Linked DNA regions of Mus musculus: region 1 is linked to region 2. A link is a contact called in public promoter capture Hi-C data. All regions are on one chromosome and are shown on one strand. Each heading gives the region's core, a stretch centred on a gene start, on an enhancer-like site or on the middle of the called end of the contact. The rest is flanking DNA. Distances are from core to core; before and after follow the strand shown.

Region 1 (7,131 bases), core at 2,333-4,832, 47 kb before region 2:
TGAAATGTAAATGAAGAAAATGTCTAATAAAACACACACACACACACACACACACACACACACACACACACAGGAAGAGAGCAATGAATGCATGCATGTTCATGCTTGGCTTGACAGTCCAGGATATCTATTACATACAGTTGATCTAGCATTCAGCTGATCTAACATTTGCCAAGTTAACAATTAACTCTAACCATGTCAAAACCCTGAGGTTCTAGGCTCAAGTGTTCAAGTCATATAATACTAGGCAAGTGGAATTTCTTGGATTGCACCTGGAAGTCAAAGTATATGTTCAGGATTTGATCATGGGGATTGCCAAATTCCAAAGCTGCTCATTTTTTCCCAGAATTGATAAGTCACTTTTATCAAAGTTAGTCAATTAAACAAACAAACAAACAAACAAAAAAACCCTAAGAAATCATGAATGAAAGCATTGGAAGAACTATATAACCTTCACTGAGAAAATTACTGAGGCTCCCTTTTTAGCAGTCACAATCTTTTTCTTAGTCTCATGAAGCTGTTTCTCCTTTGCTTAAAGACCCAGGACTTACAAACCTTTAAACCTTATATAACCAGAAGGAAGCTACTTTGCTTCTCTTACCATTCCATACCTGTTATTTTCTCTACATCTATATACACAATGAGGTCCCATTCTTTCTCTTAGACTATTTGGGAGGTCAAATATCAAATGAAACCAGGAGGAGAAGTGTAAGCATGAAAGTAACTGAATAAATATTAAACATTTATAAAATAAAATTTGGAAGGTATTGTATGGCAACAAATTAGGGTATTTATCAAAATTAATGTACATAATTTGGGATCTTAATGAATTAATTGAAATGGTAACACTTTTAAGTTATGTTCTAGTCACTGTGCTATTGAGATTAGCTTAACACAATGCTAAAACTATGCTAAATATAATTATAAGAGGAGAGACCTTAGATTAAATATCCTATAGTGGGGAGAGGGAACTTGTAGAGTCTACCTCTAGTGGAAAGACAGGGCATCAAGTGAGGAATGGGTTTACCATTCTATGGTTAAAAGCTCTGACCCAGAATTGTTCCTGTCTAAAGGAACCACAGAGACAAACAGAGGAAAAGAACCTGTCCAGTGACAGGCCCAAATTGGGGTGCAGCTCAAGAGGAGGCCCTAGGACTTGACACTGTTGCTGATGCTATGGTGTGTTTGCAGACAGGCACCGAGCATGGCTGCCCTACAAGAGGCCCAACAAACAGCTGAGTCAGATGCAGATACCCAACCAGGACAACACCTGGATAGAAGCTGGGGATTCCTGTGGTTGAATTGAGGAAGAGCTGGAAGAAGCTGAGGAGGAGGGTGACCCCATGGGAAGACCAGCAGTCTCAACTAACCTGTATCCCTGAGATCTCTCAGACACTGAGCCACCAGTCAGGCAGCATATACCAGTTGATATGAGGCCCCCGACAAATATACAGCAGAAGACTGCCTGGTCTGGCCTCAGTGAGAGAAGATATACCTAACCCTCGACAGACTTGGGGCCCCAGGGAGTGGGGAGGTCTGAAGGGGTAGGAGGGTAGAGGGGTCAGGGGTGGGAGGGTGGGAGGATGGGTACATCCTCTTAAAGAAGGGAGGAGGAGGTATGGGATGGGGAGCCGTCAGGGGGTAGACTGGGAGAGGGATGAAGAGTGGACTGTAAAATAAGAATAAAAGAATAAAAAAATTAACAAAAGAATGTGTTTGCTGAAAGCAGAAGTATAGGTTGTATATTTCAGTGAGAGGAGAAACCAATTTCTGCTGATGAAATGGAAAAGAATTAGGAGTTTTTGAAATCTCAGAATGGGTAAGGTAGGCACTGTGAAATGAGCTTCTGAACAATATTTTTGTATAGTTTCAGTATGGTTTTGATGTGTCTGCTAAGAGTTCATGTGTTGAAAGCTTGGTCTTCATCAAGTAGAGGTACTGGGAACTTTGTGAAGTAAGGTTTGGTATTAGACTATTGTCCACTTTCCTTAGGAGGGATCAAGTCAGTGCTTGGTGTGTACTTGACTAAGTTCTTTTAAAAATTGGTTGTTTTAGTTTTCAGCTGTTGTCTCATTGTGTAACCCACTGGCTTAAAATTCATAATTTGATCTTCCTGCCTCTGTTTCCCTAGTATGTATGTATGTATGTATGTATGTATGTATGTATGTATGTATGTTTGTATGTATGTATGTATTATGTATGTATGCCAGTAGGTAAGTATGTATATGTATGTGTGTATGTAGTATGTATATATGTATGAATATATATATATATGTGTGTGTGTGTGTGTGTGTGTGTGTGTGTCCCATCTGATTCCTTAAGTTAATTTTCATTGAAAACCTGAACCTATGCCATTGTCCAAATATGCCACCAGAGGGCACAGGTTTAGAATTTTCTTTTCTTACCTTGTGTCTTCTCCAAGGGTTTACTGGATCTTACAGCATCTGAGAAAACAGAAAATATGTTGTATTATTAGGGTAGAATTCTAACTGAACTAAAAGTCAAGAGACTCAAACTTGGTATGGTCTTTCTCTGGGACCAGTGACCATCCTGTATGTGAGATGTGACCAACTGAGTTTGGGAAGTGGGGTCATGAGATCATAATGACCACTATGATGAAGTATGAATGCGCTGTATTAAGCTTTAAAACCCTAGTGCTCAATCTGGTGTTTTGTTACTATAGAGCTTTACTGTATTTGATTGAAAATGTAAATTACATAATATAGTCACCCTTACTGACCCCACTTTCTTTTCTACACCACCCCCAGTGTCTTCCCAATTGAGTTAAGTTTAAGTGTTTCATATTTATTTTAGATTTCAAGTCCTTCCATAAACTATATGTAGCATTAACTTGAACTAGCCCAGATAGTTCCCTACTCCCTTGATTAACAAATTGTCCCTTAAGGTAGTTCTTGAGGTAGCCATGTGGGAAATCAGATACTTTGTGTCTTGTCCTGTGCATGGTCAAATAGTAGAGAAGTCACTTTTATCAGTATCACTATACCTAGAAAGTGACAGAGGCTAAACTGGAGTTTCTGAATGAAATCTGTTTGTCTCATCTGCTTCTTTGTATTTAGCACACAGCCAATCTCAGTAAGAAGCTAGTAGTCTTAATTCCACATTCCTGGCCCCATTTGTACTATATTTTGGAGTCCTTGGGTTAGGGGGAGGTGTAGTGGATTTTAGTGATCAGAAGAAATGACGCGTTTCCCTTTGAGCACTAAAAAGCCTAGTTTCGACAACATGTTCTCCACATATACACAAACCATCCTATAACACCAATTCAAAAGAGTCCCCAAGTCTCTTGTCTGTAAACCTTCTTCTCAAATGTAATCATGGCCTAACACTGACAGGAAGAACTATTTTGAATGAAGTATGTATGCAGAAGCCAAATCTTATCTAAATTTTACCCAGAGTACAAACCTTAATTTTTAAGCCCTTTTTTTTCCACTTGGTCTTTGTTTTGTGCATCAGCTTTGCAAATGTCATCCCAGAGTTCATGGCATGGTTAATTTGTAACCAGGAATGCTCTAGTTTTGCAATAGAGGGCATGTTATAAAGACTGAATGGTGTTGCTATCTGAGAGATGCAAGTGGCTTCTTGGGCATGTGCTGTAAGTAGTTTTTCTCCTTGGGAACATTGAACATTGCTAACAAGTCAGAGGCCCAAATACCTGTGATTTTGTTTAGGAGGCAAGAGTGCTCATCTGATAATTGACCCTCTAACCAGCCTTAATGACTTTGATAGGAAGAGTACTCTGGTGATGAAGTAGAGATTTGACCTAAGAGTGGACGAAGGAAGGTTGGAGAGGATAAGAGGCCCTCTGTCCTGCTAGGAGCTGATAAATTCATTAAGGCCTTAAGCTTAGGCAATGGCAAGTGACTGTAGAGATGGAGTGAAAAGAAATTCATATGTATTTAGGCAGTATCCATTGGTCATCATGACCATTAGAGGTGATGAACAAAAACAAAGCAAGCCCTTTTGATCTGGGTCTGTCTATAAACAGTGGTGGAGTATATTGAGATATGGATTGAAAATGAAGGAGTAGGTTCGTGGAGTTAAGAGAGAGAAGGTGTTTACATTTGGAAACATATATTCCAAAGGAGGCTGAAGTCCTAGTGGATAAATAGCAACTGGGTAGATGAGTAAGGATTTTGTAAGACAGTATGGATTAGGAGGATTTCTATATTATAGCAGTTTATACCTAGGACAAGGCTACTCATAAAGAACATGACAGTCTTAGGAAGGGGTCTTATACTGGCCCCATGGATCTCTTCTTTTAAACTACTGGTGTATGATTATTGTGTCTCTACATCTGGCTCTTTGTTTCTTTGTACTGTTTTATGCTTAGAAAACTAATAATTCCAAGAAGATATGCATACTCAGAAGAATAAGATCTGTTAGAAGTGAGAAATGACTCTTCAGTTGGTACTAAAAGAATGAAGTCTCTAAAACATGAATGTTATACTTTCATTTTCCTCTTGTTTGAAAAATACTCTTGTGGCTCCCATACATTGCACAGGTGCATGAGTGTTGGTTTGTTATGTTGTACATGACTTGATAAACTATTGTTCTTCCAGCCCAACTAGTCATTTCTTGTAGGGGTTGTTCTCATTTTGTCATTTCAGAAATGTTACCTTAAGAAAACATCCATTTAAAATTGACATACACACTAACCAGACTTTTAATGTGCATGTAACATAAATAGAGGGAGTGCTTGTTCTGCCTAATGATTCGTCACACTCATAAACTGCCTTTAGTTCAAATGACAAGCAATTTGTTTTCCAGGAATGTAAATTAGTATCAGTATTTTCACGTGTTGTTACTACATGGTAATGAATTCATGACATCGTATATCTGTTGCCCAGGCAATCTATTTCTCCTACTCTTTCTTCCTAGTAGACATGTCACTGGTCTTTAGTGAGGAGAGAGACTACTGCTCCTTATTTCTTGCTGAACACACCATCAAATACTTGCTTTAGTTTTATAAATCAAGGTGGGTGACTTATGTTTCTCTGAATCAGAAACTGTTTCATATGTCTACACCCCCTCCCAACGGTTATCTCACTTCATGTTTTGTAGATCATCTTCATTCCAGAATGTCAGTGTTCTTCTATCTGTTTGTCTTGGTATTTGGGCTTCAGGCTACAATCCATTGTGCACCACATAACAGCTCTGAAGGCAAAGTAACGACCTGTCATTTGCCCCAACAAAATGCCACTCTCTATAAGATGCCATCTATCAATGCTGACTTTGCATTCAGTCTGTATCGGAGGCTCTCTGTGGAGAACCCAGATTTGAACATCTTCTTCTCCCCTGTGAGCATATCTGTTGCTTTAGCCATGCTTTCTTTTGGATCTGGCTCTAGCACCCAAACACAGATTCTGGAGGTGTTGGGGTTTAACCTCACAGATACTCCCGTGACAGAATTACAACAGGGCTTCCAACATTTGATCTGTTCATTGAATTTCCCAAAGAATGAACTGGAATTGCAGATGGGAAATGCAGTTTTCATTGGACAGCAGCTGAAACCATTGGCAAAGTTTTTGGATGATGTCAAGACCCTCTATGAAACTGAAGTCTTTTCTACTGACTTCTCCAATGTTTCTGCAGCCCAGCACAAGATCAACAGTTATGTGGAGAAGCAAACCAAAGGGAAAATTGTAGGCTTAATTCAAGGCCTCAAACTGAATATTATCATGATTCTGGTGAACTATATTCATTTCAGAGGTAAGGTGTCAAGAGTTGTCCCATGTATCACAGTGATTTTTCACTATTGGCCCCTATCTGTGCATTGTATTGGATTATTCCAGGATGACACACAGCTCTACATATGAATTCAGGAAATTTCTAGGGAGATAAAACTTTTAGAGATGTGGTTGACAATGTTATGAATGTCCTGATCCTATCAGGCTACATAATTACAGTTTGTAATATATTTAATGAGATGGGAAAAACCTGTGCTTGGGAAGTCAACTGAATTTCTATGTAAGAATAATATGATCCTTATTTCCTGTGTACATTTGGATACACTGCAAAAATACCTTGTAACATATATTAAGTACCTACTATGTGCTAAAGATTATGCTACAAAAACATGCCATTAATAATTTTCAGTGCTTATCCTTCCAAGCAAGACTGCCTAAACCTAAAGCTGAAGCTCTAAGCATCATGGTTCCTCTTGATTGTATAGATCCTGATTTTTTTAAGTTTGGATGAGTGGACTTTTTGGCATTAGTCACATACCTATATATACTTAAAATGGCAGAATAGTGTTTTCTAATTTCACCCATTTTTCTGGACACTCATATATCTTTTCATGGAAGGAGATTCTCTTTCAGGTGGGTGTAGAAAGTATAGTGTTTCTAAAACTGACTCTGAGGTCCAGCAGCATTGAAAAGGACTTCTGGTTTTCCCATATTGTAGCCAGATGAATACGTCAGCTGACTTTTTTTCTCTGATACTCAGTGAGTCACTTGTAGTTTCTTGGGAAACTGGTTAAGAGTAGGTAGTATTAATTATTAGCTGAATGACTAATGGTTTCAAAGAAACATCTCTCCTCTTTCTGTGTTTTAAGCCCAGTGGGCAAATCCTTTCCGTGTATCTAAAACTGAAGAGAGTTCCAACTTCTCAGTGGACAAGAGCACCACAGTACAAGTGCCCATGATGCACCAGCTAGAACAATACTATCATTACGTGGATATGGAGCTGAATTGTACAGTACTTCAAATGGACTATAGTGAGAACGCCCTGGCACTTTTTGTCCTTCCAAAAGAGGGACACATGGAATGGGTAGAAGCAGCCATGTCATCTAAGACACTGAAGAAGTGGAACTATTTACTGCAGAAAGGGTAAATAATTTAGATGATATGGGGATCTAAATGTAGGCTTAAAGGTGTAGTTGAGGATGAGTTAAGGGGAAACCTAGAAGTAGGAACATTGCCCAGAAGCAGCTGGCTGTGGCATTATGATTGTTAAAATAGGTCCACAATATATAGTGTGCCTGATACTTTCCTGAATACATCCATAGTGTTTCATCTAAGCATTCTGGGAAAACTCCAAAGCTTGTAGTATTATGGATATTTGTAAAATTAGAAATTGTCATAGTTCCCCAAAGTGAGTACACTAGGA
Region 2 (7,861 bases), core at 660-3,159:
AGGAGTTACAGAGACAAAGTTTGGAGCTAGAGACTGCCATAACCGGGGATCCATCCCATAATCAGCTTCCAAACGCTGACACCATTGCCCACACTCGCAAGATTTTGCTGAAAGGACCCAGATATAGCTCTCTCTTGTGAGACTATGCCGGGGCCTAGCAAACACAGAAGTGGATGCTCACAGTCAGATAATGGATGGATCACAGGGCTCCCAATGGAGGAGCTAGAGAAAGTACCCAAGGAGCTAAAAGGATCTGCAACCCTATAGGTGGAACAACATTATGAACTAACCAGTACCCCGGAGCTCTTGTCTCTAGCTGCATATGTATCAAAAGATGGCCTAGTCGGCCATCACTGGAAAGAGAGGCCCATTGGACTTGCAAACTTTATATGCCCCAGTACAGGGGAATGCCAGGGCCAAAAAGTGGGAGTGGGTGGGTAGGGGAGGGGGGGAGGGTATGGGGGACTTTTGGGATAGCATTGGAAATGTAATTGAGGAAAATACGTAATAAAAATATTAAAAAAAGAAAGAGAGAAAAAATCTCAATACAAAAATTAAGCAAAAGAACCATAGAGAACAATAAAGCTTGCAACTCTCTCTCTCTCTCTCTCTCTCTCTCTCTCTCTCTCTCTCTCTCTCTCTCATCTCTGACGTATTACACTTCCCAGAATCTGGATGAAATGACCAAAAAAAGATCTAGGCTGATTGTGTCTACTCCTATCATGTATTTGTTTTGTGTCTCTGCGAATGATTAACTTCACTGAGGGAGTTTTGCAAGGCCTTGCTTCAGTTTATATTTCCCTTCCCCATGGCACTGTGACAAATGTCATATTTGCTCTCTGTTCTGCTCCTAACAAACCTAGGGCCTCTTTGCTGCTTGTGAGTCTATTATGCAGTCTATTTTAGGAAAAATCCCCTATGAGGTTGCTTTACTTATTTCCTGACTCCAGACTCAATGCCTGCATCTTCCCAGCCCACAGAGAGCAGGGCCAGGATCAGAATGTTAGGATTTTTTGAAGTCAAAGGTACCTGAGTACAAACCCTGATTCTACTATATATCTCCTATTGGAATTTGGTGAATCACATAATGGTAGGTAACATGAAATAGATTAATTCTCAAAAGCCATTTTGGATCATTCCCCAGACAGGGAAATGGCACTTTTTCAGTTTAATTTTTCTCAAGGAGGAGCTCCAAAGTCTCAGATATTCCAACAACTAAAGTTTAGGCATATTGCTAAACTTTTGCTGTTCCAACACACACACTAAGCTGTTAGCAGCAGTTAGGCCTGAACTGTATAGGGTGAAAAGTAGAGGTAAAAGTGGAGATATGGATACAGGACATTAAAATTTAATTTTATGGGCTTCAGTTTTCCAACTAGCACATGTAAAGATTATACAATTTTAAATCTATATTTTTTCCTTTCCAAAAGCATTTTCTTAGGTGATTCATTTAAATAATCTCTTTATATAAGTATTTCAACTGGTTGAAATCTCCATGGTGTGCCCTTCACTTTCAAATAGTTTGCAATTAGTTTATATTGCGTGGACCAGGGATCAATTCCATTGCCACTTGAAGCAATCTGAGGACTTCTGTACAGAAACATCAATACAACTTCGCATACCATTAATAAAATGAGCAAGAAAAAACTAGCCCTGGAGTTTTGTGTGTAGATGTTTATGTGTAGGGGCATATGTGGGTACACTAGCATATGCATAAATGTGCAGATACTCTAAGTTAACATCTGATATCTTCTTTCATCACTTCAATATCTAATTAATTAATTAGTTAATTAACTTTGAAACATGCCCTTACTATGAAGCCTCTGCCTGCCACTATACTTGCTAGGTAGACCGGGCTGCTGGCCTGAAACTCAGAGATCTGCCTCCCAATTACTAGGACTAAAGGTCTGCATCAACATTCCTGGCTTGGCCACAATTTTTATTGTTTTCCTAGATTGATCTCCCTTTGAATCTGGGGTTAACAGACTCAGCTAGAACGATTGGCCAGCAGCAATTCCCTGAGGTACTTCTTCAGAACTGGGATTACAAATTTATGGTTTCCAGTTCTTTCTGCATGGGTGATGGAAATCTGAACTCAGCTCCTCTTGCTTGTTGTGGCAAGCATTTTGTTGACTGAGCCATGTCTCCTGCTAAGTTGGAAAAATAAAAATAAAAAAAAGCAGACCACACACTTCCAACATACAATATACATTATACAGAAAAGGCATTGCCATTCCCAAAGGAAGGGAATAGAATAAAGACTGAAAAAAAGCAGAGCAAACTCCAAATTCTATATCTCCATGTCTCCAAAGTTCTCTTCAGATCTCCAACTCATTTCAACTTTGTTGATTACAATACATTTCTTTCTCCTGAGCTAGTTCCACAGCAGGTGTGCCACTTTCCTTGGCAGGTAGCCCAGGACTCTGGCATCCTGACATTGGAGTTTTGGAAGGCTTCAATTTTGATGCTTCATGCATTGGTCTCTCTGAGCCCTTATGCAGAGGCTCTCCTGTCTTATAACTGGCCTCAGAAGCTTTCCTTAATCATGGAGGCAGATTGCACAAACTTTTTTGTTTTTGACTTTCAAGCCGGAGCAGCTCTGAAACTTCCACCTTCTACTGACAGCAAGGTCTGAAACCTGGGCCCCTTGTTTGAAGGAATATAAATATGATCCCACCAACAGTGGGAGCTGGACCATTGGTTTGCTTTGCTCTGCTGCCCTATTCTTCACTGATGACAAATATATATTGGCTCACCTTGTGTTGTGTTGCTGAGCTGCACTTGTGGTGATGCCAGAGAGAAACTCACCAAAGAACTTCTCATGAGGTTCCTGCAGCTTCTTGCTGCTTCTGTGGCTTCAGGCCAGTTGGATAGCCTTGCAGTTTCTTTGGGATTCAACTGTAGTTGCTGGTTCGTGCCTGGTGTTTGCCTGCCAAGAAGACTGGACTGCAGCTGCTGAATTGTATTTGATGTTTGCTATGGGACTGAACTGCTGATATCCTTACAACAAAGACTGGACTCACCCCCTAAGAACTATTTCTCAGTAGGTCTACTTTCCCTGTGTTTTTAATAGCTGTTCTTTTCCACTATCTGTAGTGGGTAGTAGGATAGATGGAAGGTTGAACACTTATTAAAGTAGATTGAGAAAAATGTATGCCTACACCTGGGTGACAAGTATTTGCAGAAGCCTTAACTTGTTGATGGTTTCCTTCACGGCTGAAGTTTTCCTTCAGTTTCTTTTTACAAGATGAAAGTTTAGCTGTGTGGGGCCTTGCTCTGAGGTCACTACTCCCTTTATTCCATTTAGCTCAGGCTATTCTTCAAACTTTTTATCTCCTCAAGTATAGAATATGGCTCCAACATCACCCTTCCTGGTGTCCTTTTTCTCCTCACATTTTGTATTTTCCTTGACCCACTCACATTGAAGGTCTCTAATAGAATGATTACTACTAACCATGTGGTTCTACTCAGTACTAGACTGTCTTGAAATCTCTTCAGAAAATTCCCATTAATCCCAAATTCTACAATTTAGCCTCTGGCAGAAGACAAAGGCATAAATGCTTTTATGCCATGCTTTACCAAAACAATGAGAGAATGGCCTCTAGGCCACTTACTAATATTCTTCCTCTCTGCTGGACAGTCATTGTCTACATTGTTCTCAGCACCAGTGTCTATACTCAGATGGCCCAGACTAAAAGATTCAACTCTTTTTTTCCAGGTCAAAGTCCCTGGGTAGAGGTGGGGAGTAAGGAGTCAAATGTGGTGGTTTGAGTGGATTCACCCGCATAGGGCATAGGCTGTTGTTGTATTTGCTTGGTCCCCAGTTAGAGAGGTATCTGGGAATAATTAGAAAGTATGGCTTTGTTGAAAAAAGTGTGACTTTGTTGAAAGAGGTGTGCTACTGGGAGTGGGCTTTTAGGTTTAAAAAGTCTATATCCAGTGCCGCCCCTCTCTCCTGCCAGTGGATCAGGATGTAGCTTTCAGCTACTTCTCCAAAGCAGTGCATGCTTGTGTGTTGCCATGTGCCCCACCGATATGATCATGGACTCACCCTCTGAAACTGTAAGAAAGGACCCAGTTAAATGCTTTCTTTAGTAAGAGTTGCCACGGTCATGGTGTCTCTTCACAGCAATAGAACAGCCACTAACCCAATATATGTGGGTATTTTGCCTGCATGTATGTCTATGGACCATATATATGCAATGTCCACTGAGACCAGAGGTGGACATGAACCCCCCCCCCCCGAAACTACAATTACAGATGGGTATGAGTCACGTTGTGAGTATCAGAAACAAAACCAGGGACCTCTGCAAGAGCAGCATTCATTCTTATCGTCTAATCTATCTTTTCAGCCCCCCCCCCCAATATCTTCATGGAAAAGGAATATTGTCTCTTCATAGGCAACCTCCTAGCGAGTGTTATCAATTGTGGGGGAATTGTTGACACTGAGCTGGCTTAACTCTTCCAGGGTGCTGGTATACTTTCCCTTTCTATGTTTCCTTAAATTTCCCAGTGTTTCTATCCTGCTTCAACGATATCTGAAACATTAAGAATGAAAAATAGCTGTCTTGTGAGACTATGCTGGGGCCTAGCAAACACAGAAGTGGATGCTCACAGTCAGCTACTGGATGGAACACAGGGCCCCCAATGGAGGAGCTAGAGAAAGTACCCAAGGAGCTAAAGGGATCTGCAACCCTATAGGTGGAACAACATTATGAACTAACCAGTACCTCGGAGCTCGTGTCTCTAGCTGCATATGTATCAGAAGATGGCCTAGTCGGCCATCAGTGGAAAGAGAGGCCCCTTGGTTGTGCAAACTTTATATGCCTCAGTACAGGAGAATGCCAGGGCCAAGAAGTGGGAGTGGGTGGGTAGGGGAGTGGGGGGGTATGGGGGACTTTTGGGATAGCACTGGAAATGTAAATGAGGAAACTACCTAATAAAATAAGTAAAATAAACAGTAATTCTGAAAAAGAAAAATTGTGTTTCAGGGTGTTTTAGACCACCACAGGAGGAAATGCCCTTCCCTAATCACTAGATCTGTGAGTGAGGCTTCACCTCCTTAATATCCCATAGCTTCCTAAAATAAGGTCACCATCTGGGAACAAGGATTTAACATGTGAGTATGTTGGCGACATATTAGATTCAAAGTAACACTTGCTAACTGCTTTGTCCTTTGAAAAGTTAGGTGGAAAAGTCTCAAAGTTTATTTAATTGGTCTTTCTTTTATGCCCCTACCAAAAATCATGATTAGAGAAAATATATAATAAATTGATAACCTCATATTTTCAGTAAACTTTAATGTTGTGAGAATAACAGTTTTATTTTACTTATCTATGAAATCTTTCTTACATTTTTCTGTCTTCAAACTTTCATCAGTGAAGAATTTTCAGACTTATCCCTACTGCTATATACTTAGCAACATTGTGCCCATATCATCTAATACTTATTTGAATATGAACTTCTTTTACTTTGGTCTAAAGCCAATACTGTTTACAACTATTATTGTACGTCCTTTTGTGTACTTCTTACTTGGGCTACATCTATTTTTCTTTTTATTTCACATATATTTTTTACTTTAGTGGATTGTTCATATCTATGTATTTATATCTCATTTTCTTCTGTCATATAGGGAATTATTTCATGATGTCACTTCCTTGATTACTTACACCATATTCTTTTACTCAACTTGCAAAGCAGAACTTAAAAGTTTAACAACATATGAGTTTCCAGTTTCTCCATATCCACTAACTTATCTTCTCCCATTTCCTCTTAGCATTCTATTGTCACCAGGGTTGTTAAGTTCAGAGCATGGGCCTTAACAGGCTAGGCCAAGGGCCTCTCCTCACATTGATGGCCAACTAGACCATCCTCTGCTACATATGCAACTAGAGACACAGTTCTGGGGGGGGGGCGGGGTACTGGTTAATTCATATTGTTGATCCTCCTATAGGGTTGCCAAGGTAAGTTTTCTTAACAATCTGATAGATGAAGCACAAGTGTCTTTTTAATTATCTTCACTCCTGCAAAAATGTTTCCAATCCCACCTCCTCTCATCTCATTGCTATCTACAGCACTACTGTATTTGCCCCTACATGCATGTTCTTATTTTATTATAATTTACACGAAGAAAAATAATTGCATTGGAAGTATACAGTTACATGAGTTTTCACACATATATGCAGTCTCAAAAATCCATTATCAAATCAAGAAATAACACATATCCTCCCAGAGAGTTTCCACATCCCTTTAGACTCAAGTTCAATCAAATGTTTCCACATTTATAGTTAAAAAATAGTTTAATCTAATCTTAAATTTAACTGAATTCAACATCTCATGGGTAAATTCTTCCTGTCGAGATTTTTTTATTGCAAATTCTGACATCCCTTATGTTAACTTTGTGTTTGAGCCTCACAGGGCCAAAGTTTTAGTGGTGAATTCCCACACTCTTTCCATGAATGCTCCTCTAAACCCATGGAATGGTCCTTCCAAGCTAGTCTTCCTATTGGCTTGACCAAATGGTATTCAACCTGGTCCTTGTTCTCCTTGGTCTATGAAGCTAATCATCATCAACATCAACAACAACAACAACAACAACAAAAAGCAAAAATAGCCTCCTGTGGAAAATAGGAATCACTCTACCCATCTTTCACTAAAGACTTCACCTATCAAAGCCTCTGCTAGTCCACTCTACTCCCAGGTTCAAACCTTGAACGGTCCTGCTTGGCATATGGCATCTTCTTCCACAAAGTTATGGGTGTGGATGCCAAATAAACAGCTGTCAAAGTCATCTGTTGAGAGTCAGATGTTTTGTATTCATCCATTCCTAGAATCCTTGGCATGATTCCCTTCCTGGTGGACACACTGAGTAGGAGTTGATGAGTCTCAAATTAATCTTTTAATGTCACTATTCTAGTTTTATTTCTGTTGCTTTCACAAATACCCCGAGAAAAGGCAACTTTGATGGGAAAAGGGATTATTTAGCTTACAATTCCAGGTTATAGTCTGTTATAATGATTAGTCAGGGCAGGGACTTTAAACATCACATTCACAATTAAGAGCAGATAAAGAATAAACATATGGATCCTTGTTTTGTTTTGTTTCTGCTTACCATTTAGCTAACCCTGTCTATTCTAACACAGTCTAGAGCCTGAGAGCAGGGATGGTGCCACTTACAATAGGTGTGATCTTGCTACATCAATTAACATTCAAGACAATCTCTTTTATAGATGTGCCTATAGACCAATCTGATCTATATGTATTTCCTCAATTTAAACTCTTCCCAGGTGTTCTAGGTTGTTCTAACAAGTACAGTTACTTACATTGTTATATGTAGCACCAGCTTATTTCCTGTATCAGTAAACAATATTCTACTGTATGAATATGCTAGAGTTTGCTTATTCAATTCCGTTTTCATGGACAAGGGGTTAATTTTCACATATGCAACCAGTATACATGAAACCTGCTATTAATATTATTATGCAAATCTTTTGTGAGCCCAGGCTTTCCTTTCTTTACAATAAATACAGTGAATAAATTGTTGGACCCTGTGTTAAGAATATGCCTAACTTCATGGGAAGCTGTTAAACTGTTTACTAAAGCAGTTGTACTGTTTGGTGTAACCTCACACACTTGCCAACAGTAATGCCAATTGATGCCAATCTTTTTTAATTCTAGCTAGTATAGAAATTTTAATTTTTTTAAACTTTGGTGATGCTTTTATTTTTAATTTACAAACATTTGGCTTTATTTTAAGCTCCTCATGATTACATGTTAGCCCTTATTTTCTCTGCCACAAGTTTCTTTCTTTTCATGTATATATATATATATATATATATATATATATATATATATATATATA

Evidence for each region. Promoter capture Hi-C pulls out the DNA fragments that hold promoters and counts their contacts.
Region 1: a promoter capture Hi-C map of liver shows a contact between it and region 2, with 4 times the contacts expected there. The contact joins the promoter of Serpina7 here to the enhancer-like site in region 2. A contact is called at or near these places in 2 of 39 promoter capture datasets (both in liver), 6 of 484 Hi-C or Micro-C datasets (all in liver), 2 of 115 datasets of contacts at active chromatin or transcription factors (embryonic stem cells and hepatocytes) and 3 of 9 other capture datasets (adipose tissue, liver and pancreatic islet).

Annotation. Positions count from the first base shown.
Region 1 is chrX:139,081,670-139,088,800 of GRCm38.p6, reverse strand. Serpina7 (serine (or cysteine) peptidase inhibitor, clade A (alpha-1 antiproteinase, antitrypsin), member 7) reads left to right here and starts at 3,582. Exons shown (of 6, transcript NM_001382372.1): 1 at 3,582-3,613; 2 at 4,903-4,996; 3 at 5,083-5,730; 4 at 6,578-6,851. The coding sequence starts at 5,100. 4930513O06Rik (RIKEN cDNA 4930513O06 gene) reads right to left here and starts at 2,558. Exons shown (of 4, transcript NM_029174.1): 1 at 2,406-2,558.
Region 2 is chrX:139,032,424-139,040,284 of GRCm38.p6, reverse strand. No RefSeq gene overlaps it. Among named protein-coding and RNA genes, the nearest start is that of Serpina7, 49 kb to the left of the region's middle. Within about 2 kb of position 1,909, at least 4 of the 459 cell types and tissues checked have an H3K27ac peak or open chromatin away from gene starts, as enhancers often do. A contact at or near this core is called in hepatocytes and liver, where this site is marked.